3 separate regions of the Mus musculus genome follow, and all the other regions are linked to region 1. A link is a contact called in public HiChIP or PLAC-seq and promoter capture Hi-C data. All regions are on one chromosome and are shown on one strand. Each heading gives the region's core, a stretch centred on a gene start, on an enhancer-like site or on the middle of the called end of the contact. The rest is flanking DNA. Distances are from core to core; before and after follow the strand shown.

What was found. Promoter capture Hi-C pulls out the DNA fragments that hold promoters and counts their contacts. HiChIP or PLAC-seq counts read pairs in DNA pulled down with a chosen protein or histone mark.
Region 2: a promoter capture Hi-C map of the HPC-7 cell line shows a contact between it and region 1, with 4 times the contacts expected there. The contact joins the enhancer-like site here to the promoter of Tent5a in region 1. A contact is called at or near these places in 1 of 39 promoter capture datasets (the HPC-7 cell line), 13 of 484 Hi-C or Micro-C datasets (the G1E-ER4 cell line, Th2 cells, adipose-derived mesenchymal stem cells and 9 more), 3 of 115 datasets of contacts at active chromatin or transcription factors (acute myeloid leukemia, bone marrow-derived macrophages and trophoblast stem cells) and 1 of 9 other capture datasets (liver).
Region 3: an H3K4me3 HiChIP or PLAC-seq map of intestinal villus epithelium shows a contact between it and region 1, with 4 times the contacts expected there. The contact joins the enhancer-like site here to the promoter of Tent5a in region 1. A contact is called at or near these places in 1 of 39 promoter capture datasets (erythroid cells), 9 of 484 Hi-C or Micro-C datasets (the G1E-ER4 cell line, the N1E-115 cell line, Th2 cells and 4 more), 7 of 115 datasets of contacts at active chromatin or transcription factors (Th17 cells, bone marrow-derived macrophages, extraembryonic endoderm stem cells and 4 more) and 1 of 9 other capture datasets (adipose tissue).

Annotation. Positions count from the first base shown.
Region 1 is chr9:85,325,651-85,328,943 of GRCm38.p6, forward strand. It overlaps Tent5a (terminal nucleotidyltransferase 5A), which reads right to left and starts at 1,500. Exons shown (of 3, transcript NM_001160379.1): 1 at 1,393-1,500; 2 at 609-1,155. The coding sequence starts at 1,118.
Region 2 is chr9:85,448,132-85,451,424 of GRCm38.p6, forward strand. No RefSeq gene overlaps it. Among named protein-coding and RNA genes, the nearest start is that of Gm25125, 23 kb to the right of the region's middle. Within about 2 kb of position 1,575, at least 6 of the 459 cell types and tissues checked have an H3K27ac peak or open chromatin away from gene starts, as enhancers often do. A contact at or near this core is called in the HPC-7 cell line and acute myeloid leukemia, where this site is marked.
Region 3 is chr9:85,409,268-85,412,560 of GRCm38.p6, forward strand. No RefSeq gene overlaps it. Among named protein-coding and RNA genes, the nearest start is that of Gm25125, 62 kb to the right of the region's middle. Within about 2 kb of position 1,619, at least 98 of the 459 cell types and tissues checked have an H3K27ac peak or open chromatin away from gene starts, as enhancers often do. A contact at or near this core is called in the N1E-115 cell line, Th17 cells, Th2 cells and 7 more, where this site is marked.

The DNA.
Region 1 (3,293 bases), core at 250-2,749:
CAGTCGAGTGTGTCCCTCCAGCGACACTCTACAGTTACAGCCAAAGAGGAACTAAATTGCCTTCAGACAACTTTAATTAATTATACAAAACGCCACCTAAACCGAAGGGGAGGGGCACACTATTACACCCTCGACTCTGTGAATTAACAGGGAAAAGCATCAAATATCTTAAACGCCGAAGTCAGTGGAGTATGGATCGATTCACATTTTCCAATATAATAAAAACCATTGACTCAGTTCTGCTTCAGGCTGCTATTTTTCCCAAAGTCTAGATTACAAGATGACTCAAAAAAATTATTTACATCATTCCATCCTTCCACCAATCACGTTATACTCTGGACAAGAGTCCAGCAAGGAAAGTCAAGAGTTAAACCATAGAGAGAAGGAAGAGAAGGAAACGCAGAGGAGGAAGCACAGAGTTGTGGCGCTGGATCTCCCAGGAAACTAAAACACTCCACACCACTCACGCGCATTAGTGCGCTCGTGAAAAAAAAATAATAAAAAAATAAATAAACGAACTCACTATGGCCATACTGACGGCAGTCAAGGCAAGCTGGGCTTGCTTTCTCCCCACCCCTGCTCTGCCCAAGCCCATCAGGTGGCTTTACCTTGAGAGTGAGCGGTGTGATCTTCTCCTTGTTCACCCCTTCGGGCAAGAAGTCTAACAGGCAATCCAGAACGACGTCCTTCACAGTCTGAAACTCCTCTTCCCCACGCAGGTCAGCGCAGAAGATGAGGTCCAGGTCCTTGTAGCCTAGGCCACTGTCCTGGTGCAGGACGTGACTGGCGGCTGAGCCGTTGAGGCGCACGTCGCGGACACCTATGCCCTTCTCTTCCAGGCGCCTCCTCACCACCTTCACAATCAGGCTTGGCTGCAGCTCGAGCGTGGGGAAGTTGCCGCGCCCGTGGATCGGGATGGTCTCGCTCAGAATGCCGTCCAACCGCTGCACTTGCTCCCAGTTCAGCACATTGCAGTGCGCCGTGGGGCTTTCGCAATAGTCCGAGCAGCGGTCGCCGAAGCTGCTGCCGCCGCCGCCGAAGTCACCACCCAGGGGGATGTAAGGGCCGCCGGTCAGCTCGTCCTCTGCCATGGCAAAGTACCCTTCGCCCTCGGCCATGTAGTGCCCTCCGAAAGCCACTTGGCCTTGGTCAGTCCTAAGAGGAAAGAGTGGATTTAGGGGAGCGGCAGAGAGGTGTGCGGGTGAGGGGACAGGGGTCCCGCCGAGGGGCCTGGGCTTCCCCTCCCCGATCGTGACGCCCATAGTAGCCCTCCTCCCCCAACCCTCACCGACCCCAATGCCCAGCCGCGCGCCGCGCCCCGCAGAGCAGCCCCGCACCAAAAGTATCTCTGATGCATCTGGAAAGCACAAGCGAGAGTCCCGTCTGTGTCACCTGGAGGCGGCCGCCCCTTCTAGGAGCGCAGGCGAGCGAGGAACCGCGAGGCGGACACACTTCGCAGGAGCTGCGAGTGCGCTCCCGGCAGCGGCCCGCGACTTCTCCGCGCCGACCCCCGCCGCGCCCTGAGCGTTCCCGCCCCTTGCCCGCGCCCCGCCCGCGCCCCCGCTGCGGTGGTCTCGGAGGTGGCGGCTCTCGACGCCGCCGATGCCACCGCGCACACTCGCGTCTCTGGAGCTTTAGCAGTTGTGCGGGGGGAAATGTCTTCAGTACTTTTTTTATACCGGGCTTCTCCGCGCTTCCGGGGCCCCAGCGCGCAGCGCTCGCCACACCCTCTCATTTGCATAGAGCACCGCCCCCAGCGCTGGGTGGACAGTCGCCGGAGCTCAGAGCTGCTGGAGCTAGGCCAGGGTGCGCAGCCCCTGGCTATGAGCACAGACAGATGCCTGTGGCTCCTACGTGTAGATTTATCCATTTCTGCACGTCCACACACGCGCGCGCGCACACACACACCCCTAAAGAGGAGACACTTTGCCTCAAATGTGATAGATGGCCATCAAAACCGGATCAGGGTTAAAAATCACGCAACTATAGAAACTTCCCAAGCCTAGCCTTCTGGCCGGGTGGAGCGCGTCATTGCCGCGTAACTGGGTCTCCTGGAGGTTCCCTCAACAGTGTCCGTTTGTGGCTAGACCGCCGATTCCACTCTGGACCCTGGGCCAAGTGTGGTCTCCAGAGGCAACTGGTCACGCACGTCAGTCTCTGTGAGGGAGGGGGAGGGTTTGCTGAGAACTGAGTTTCGATTCTCGAAACCTCGAGAAGTGCTGGTGGGGGGGTGGGGGTGGGGTGGGGAGTCCGGTACCAGCCAGCCAGCCTGAGTGCGCGTCCAGCTGCTGCCCGCGAGCTGGGCAGGCGCGCGTCTCCTATCACACAGCTCCGCGGGCTCGCGGCCAACCCGCGGGGTCTCGGAGCGCAACCCCAGCAGTGCACGAAAAGCGGCCGCCAGGGTGGCGGTCCTTCGGCTCAGACTTGGGAGAAGCGCGTTCCTCGCAGCCTCTAAGGTTCTCAGTTCTTAAGCGGATAAAACGTCAATGATCAAAGTAGGCTCTGGCTTCTTACCGGCCATTAAGGGCAAATTTAAAAGACGAGAAGTTTCTCCCCCTCCAGCTTCAGTCGCCAGTGGAGTGCTTAAGGGTTGGAAAAGGTTATCTCTGCGCTCTGGCACCGCACTGTTTGCTAGAAAGCTCCCTGCTTTCGCTTGTCCACTTCCTCCGCCGCCCCGCTGCTGCCTCCGTTCAAAGTAATGCTTTGCAGTCCTTGATCCAGGTAGAGGCTGTGAGCCGAACGAGGCAGTCAGGGTAGAGAGGAGAGGCCCTGAGATGAACAGCCATTACCCCCATGACCCTAGACAACTTCAGAGAATCAGCCTCTGAATTTAGGGAGCCCTGGTCTAGAAGCCCAACCTGAGTTGAGGGATGGGATGCAGGGGTGTCGCCCACGCAAATCTAGCTGCGTGACAACGCCGCCCCCTGCTGGTGCCCCGTGGAGCTGTGAGTCCACAAAATGGAGAAACTAGAAGCCAGGCTTTCTTAGCATAGGCCGAACCTAGGCCAAATTGGATTGAGCGATGAAAAGGAGACTTGGATCCCAACCTTGTTCTCAAATCCCACTGCTTCCTTTCAGGACATGTCCAACCATGAATGCTACCTAGCAACACATTTTGTATATATGAAATTGTCTGTGTATATGTGCTCGCGTGCCTCTGTGTGTACGACAATCTCACATGAGCTTGCATGTGACAGTCTAGCTATATAGCTCAGACTGACCTAAAAATCAACCTCTTCTGGAGTGATGTGATTACATCTGTGAGCCACCACCTCCACCCTGAGCTCTTCTAC
Region 2 (3,293 bases), core at 325-2,824, 120 kb after region 1:
CTTTTTAAGTATATTGTCTCCATCCTAATCCAAATTCCTGTGCCTTTTAAGTGACTAGTAAAAAGCCAGTCAAGTCACCTGTAAGTATCTGTTGTCCATTTATCTCATTCCTTATCCCTACAAATACTCCATGGATATACTACCAAGGTTTCTATAACACACACACACACACACACACACACACACACACACACAATGAATACAATAGAATTCTAGAATTCACTTTCAAAACAATACTTTCCCATTCACAGACACTAACTTGAACTAAAAGAGAAATAAATGACTAACAAATGCGAATTATGTGTTATAGCAAAAGTCAAATATAAGATCTTTATTTTAAGTATAAGCACTGCTATAGCACATGAAAGTTATTTGTGTGAATTAGAGTGATGTGGGAATGCTTATAACAAAAAAGAAATGTTCTTGATACGTCTGGAAAGATGGGTGTAATTCAAAGAAACACAACACGAAGAGAAATGTATTCTGGGAAAAACAAAGAGAGGACTTAGGTGGAAATACCAAGGTGTGTGCCCAGGGAGTGCAGCTTCCCAGGGTCTGAGGGGATAGCAAGAAAGCGTAAGATCTGACATAGAACCCATGCACAGAGGGAAGGGGAGATCCCAGGCAGCATATCAAAGTTACGCTCCACACGTAAATGTAGTCAGAATTCCTGTACCAGTCTAAGATTTGCTAAGTCTCAAGTCCTTCCATTCCAGTGTCTATAGAGGGCCTATTTCTCTGGAATGTAACCATTTTGAATCTCCTTTTGTTTCCAAACAGCTTTCTCTGAACTCACCTTCTCATGTAGCTTCTCCTCTGGCTTTCTCTGCACACATGGTATGAAAATATACAAAATTCCTCAGAAAATAAAAAAAAGTTTGATAGAAAATTGTAAAGGGGGGGAACAGTCTGTTCATGTTGAGATTTTACAAAGAGAAAAAAAAAATTACTGTAGAAAACAAGATGGAAAACAGAGAAAGCCAACAGAGGGCACTTTCATCTCTCAAGGAAGAACTTTGAAGAGTCATCAACAGCACCAGAAATATCAGGGAGCAGTGGAAGGATATAGCACTGGAGACTGATAGGCTGAAAGTCTGCCAGCTGCCTTGTGTTCATTCTCTCCATCAATGACTGTTCAAGATCTAGGAAGGACCAGGCCTTGCACTGAATGCTAGAACTACACAGGGAAAAAAAAATACAGATGAGCATAAGAGCTTCAGATATCCATAGATGGTGAGACAGACAAGGACTTATACACTCACAATACAGTAAGATAAGTGATGGCTAAGACAGGGCATGAAGCCCATCCATGAGCTGCCACAGAAACTCTGGGGCGTTATCAGTGACATCTATTTGTATGTGGTTATATGTGGGTGTGATTGTGTGGGTGTGGGTGTGTGCATGTGAGTGGCATGTTGTTTATTTTATACAAAACTGATGGCTAAGGCAAATTTGTAGGTTGAATTGGAGTCATTTGAGTGAGCTGTTGGCAAAGGAAGGACAAAGGGTGATCACAGAAAAGGGAAGTGTGTTCAAAGCCCGCAGGGCATGAAAGGAGAGAACTTCAGGGAAGGAGTAAATGTCACTCTGTGCACAGCTTGCTGAACTGGAAGGAGAAGTATCAAATGCCCTATCAGAAGCCCAGGGAGGAGCCACAGAAAGACAGGATCACCAGAGTTGTACTTTGCGTTCAGGAACATTCCCCTGGATTCAGTATGCCAAAAGACTTATAGAGAGGCAAGCCAGGAGACAGAAGGAGAAATAGTAGGAGAAGCAACTGGGTAAGGGCCAAAACTAGGTGTCCAGTATGACTCGAAGTGTGTAAACTAAAGACTAAAGACTTAAAATAGTGTTGCGGAAGGGGCCATCTTGTCACCAACAAAGATGAGCACAGGGTTTGTTTGCTCTGATGCACAAGGTGACAACCATGTTAGGGTACCAGAACACATAGAGTTAACAAGTGCTACATGATTTTTATCCAGTAATCCTAAACGGACTAGGACAGTTAAGATCTTGAGCATACCCTAGGGCTGGGAATGAGCGTGACATTCAGAGTGGAAGGTTATAAACTTTCCCAGATAAATAATTACACTGGAGCTCACTAACACCCCTTACCTAAAGTAAAGGTTAAAAATCATTTTAAGAGGAAGAACAGAGGATGAGTTGAGAGGCTGGAGGGATGGCTCAGGGGTCAAGAATACAGACAGCTCTTGCAGTTCATTTCCAGAGAGATTAGGCACCTTCTGCTGTCTGTGGGTACTTCTGTGGGAATCCCCACACAGTCGCACATGCATACAAATAATTTAAATATTTTTTAAGAGAATGGCTAAGTTGTGCTAGAAAGATCAATGAGTCAGAAGTTCAGGAAAGAAATGGAGATGATCAACTAGGAGAAAAGCCTTTAATCCCAGCACTTGGGAAGCAGAGGCTGGCAGATTTCTGAGTTTGAGGCCAGCCTAGTCTACAGATTAAGTTCTGGGACAGCCAGGGCTACACAGAGAAACCCTGTCTAAAAAAACTCAAAGAGAGAGAGAGAGAGAGAGAGAGAGAGAGAGAGAGAGAGAGAGAGAGAGAGAGAGAGAGAGAGACATCATTATACATATTATAGAAGTATCATGGCTGGTTACTTTGCCTGTCTTGTTAACAGATTTTTATGCAAGGCAGTGGTAGTGGCACACCAAAGATTTTAGTAAATGTGCTGAGTGCATGATAGAGTGCATTGATAGCACTTCACAGACATCTCCAGGTAAAGAGTGAAAAGCACCAAAGACCAACAAGAAAATATTGCTTTTGCTTAATTTCAAGAGATAGTACTGATAACCTTGATGAGAAGAAGTGATGTGGCAGAGAAAAGGGACCATTTTATTGAGGCAACAGTACACTGACTGTAAGTAACATAGGCCAAAGTTCCCAGTTTCATGGCACAGTTCCTTCCTTGTTACATCAATGGGTGGCATTTAGTGTCTGGCAGATGCAGAGGAACCAGAACATCATGCTGCACTATATGGTGTGTGACAGTACAGACTTTGGCTTTGAGCCTCAACCTTGTATTCATTTAGCACACAGATGCTTGGAGAAGACAGTTGCCCACACACAGTCAGATAAAAGGGCAATTATTACAATAGTACCTACCTGTTAAAATTTTAAACGAATAGAAATGTACATTTCTTTAAAATGTTACATGTAACAATAGGCTTTCTTTCTGCAGGTTCATTTGGCCATGGGGGGAAAAATCTGTCTATAAGGAAGGCAGAAGTATTGTATAGATGGGTCACATAAGTTCGTAGCACTTA
Region 3 (3,293 bases), core at 369-2,868, 84 kb after region 1:
TATCATTTTAAGAATTCATTATTATTATTATTATCATTATTGTTATTGATAATGACAGTAAGATCTCAATATCTCTGGCTGACCTGAAACTCACTTATAGAGACCAAGTTGACCTCAAATTCCACCTGCTTCAGCCTCCAAAGTGCTATGAGTGGAGATATGGGGGGTGGCCTTTCACTGCTTTTTTTGATATACAAATTTATCAAATCATGAGTGGATTTACACACACACACACATACAGAGAGAGAAAGAGAGAGAGAGAGAGAGAGAGAGAGAGAGAGAGAGAGAGAGAGATTTTCCCTGGACCAGACTGAGAGCAGCTCTGTTATCTTTTAGTCTTACTAGTAATCATAAATCATATTTGTGTTTTTCCTACATCACTGCAGACACTATGAGACCCTCATGTTAAGCTTTTATAACACATTCTAATACACAGATGTGCTGTTGCTTATGGAAACACTCAATTATTAACAAAAACTTAAAATGTTTATTTCATATCATGAAACTATAACCCTTCCAGAACTTGGGAGGCAGAGGTAGGGGTACCTCGGGGTGTTCAAGGCCAGCCTGTATTCCTCATACTCTACAGAAAGTTCCATGTCAGGGCTACATAGTGGGACCCTTTAAAACAAAAGGATCCAGTCTATATGTGCTGCTAAAAATTAAAAATTGTATGTATCGCAACCTCTTTTGTGGCTTGGAGCTTGTGATGTATTTTAAAGTTAAAGGCACATATAGTCATAGACTTCAGGAGGCATATTACAGCCTCCTTTGTAAACATTAAATGTGAACTATGAATGAAGACGAAAGGTCAGCACTAGTTCTTTACCTGCATGCCACTAACATTCCAGACATTGCTTGGTTGATAATCATTGTCTTTAGTAACGCCTCAGATCTATCTTAGCAAGGGCATGGGACCTTGAACAGGAGATAATAAAGGATTGTGTAACAAAGAGGCAGACTAGGTGATGCTCTCAACTCTGATGGTTTCCAGGAGGCTTTGGAAAGGTTTTTTATCTTGGGTTCTATTGCCTCAAGGCTTAAAACACTGTTGTAGCACTACCGTGTTATCTGAGGGGGCAGTTTTTCAAGATGTTCTTTTACAGCTTCTGATAACTTAGTAGATGAACCTTCTTAGCTGGAGGAACAAAGTGTTCTTTTCTGTTTCAAGGAAACTTCGAAACACTAAGTCTTGCTATTCCCTGAAGTATCCTGAGACAGTTTTTACCATCTAACTAGTTTTTAACCTTACCTGGGTCTTATGTATACCAGGGGATCTACCCCTGAGCTACAGTCAAGCCCCGCCCACATGTCTAGTGAATGGTTGGTTGTTCAACTGAGGGCCTCAAAATGAATCATCTTGTCTGATTTAGTTCAGTCCTTTCTGACATCGTACAACTGACAAGACAGCAGCCTATTTCTACACTGAGGTTAGAAAACATGTGTAAGTGATGCAGAATTAAGGCACAGAAATGTCAGCAGATATGAAACTGCACTAAAAATACACACCTCTCTAAATGTGCTAGCTATGGAGATGGAGGATTCCTGAATGGGGCTGAAGAGCTCAGCCTCCTGCGGAGAGTGGCAGAGAGCCAAAGGCAGCACCATCAGGAAGTACAGGCGGCAGCAGTGGCAGCTGCAGCGGCAGCAGCAGCGTGGGCCCTGTTAGGTCTGTTTGCCGAGTCCTAGAGGCCTCACCGACTATCATGAAGGCTTTTTATGGAAACTAGATAAATAGCTTGCGTCACTAGGGCCATCTCTCTTTATCAGAGAAATGGAAGTCTATGAACTGCAGATGTTAAGCTGGTATATGATAATGTGTAATCATCATCATCATTACACACGCACACACACGTGCACACACAATCACACACACACACACACTGAAATCTATTCTGCAATGCTCTGGTTTTCATTTTTACTGAGTCAGATAGAAAAACACAGACATTTACTAGCTGTGCCGAGGTCTATCCATGGGTGTCTGGCATCTTCCTTATTAGCCCTTAAGGTTTAGGACCTTTCAAGTCAAAGAAATTGAGCATCTATGTCCCATCCCAACTCAGGTGCATGTGTGGGAACTTCATTCTTCAAGGTTTGAAGAGTATCTGAGTCATGTCACAGTAGGCTGAAAGCATCCAAAGGAGGGTAGACAAGCAGGAATGACTTTTTCATTCTAGAAACCCTTCCTTCTCTCATCTCTGCCCATTACCACTTGGAGATTGACAGCTATTATCTCATGTTTATCTCTTTCTTGCTCTGTAGTGGATCCGTACCTTCTTTTTTTCCCTAGTTCTTTCTTCTTTGCTACCTCAAGTTAAAAGCCAGTGCCCTGCCCTGGGAGGACTGGGTGTGTAAAGCATCAGACTGAACAATCCACTATACTATCTCTTCAGTTACCCTTATCTGACTACTCTATTTAATTTAGAAGGATCACCTGGCTCAGAAAAGATTCATACATGCCCTGACCCTTCCCTCCCCCCCTCCCCCTCCCCCCTCCTCCCTCCTCCCTCCTCCTTCCTCTCTCTTTCCATTTTGCTTCCTTCTCATTTGCCTTCTCCTTACCTGTCCAATTGTCCCAGGCTCTAACATAACTAAATTGTTTCCCTGGATTTATTGTTAATGGATTAGTTGACCACTGTGACGTTTCCTGATTAGAAAGCAGAAGATTGCATACAGACAGGGAACCCAGTATCCCTGGAGAGAGAGATGAAGTCAGCTTGTTGAGAGATGTTGGCAATCATCTCACCTGATCATTATTTTCTGGGGTAGGGACATGGAACCTGCTTCTTAATCCTCCTCATCAGATGAATGGAATAAGAGACGTGGTAGGTATGTAAACACAATGCTATACAGTTCCACCTTTATAAATAGAAATCCGTCATTTGGAAAACACTAGTGAGCTTTGAGAATATTAGACTAAATAAGCCATCCACCTCACAAAGCTAACTTCACAGAAGCCAAGATGAGAAGGAAACTGCAGAGCAGAGGTGATGGGTACATTTTAGAAACTGTTAGTCAAATGATACAAAATCCAAGTTAAGCCAAAGAAATAAATTCAGAAGATCCATTGTAGGTAGCAAAGGTTATTTCTAACAACAGTAAATCATATGCTTGAAAATTGCTCAGCGAATATATTTAAATGTTTTCACTACACAAAGAAAAATAGCTGTTGATTAGCATGATTCAATGATTCTGTGGAGTATATTTATGTCAAAACATCATGATATATACTATAAATACACAGAATCTATAAACTAAAATTTAAGTTAAAAAGAAAGAATAAACGTTTTTAG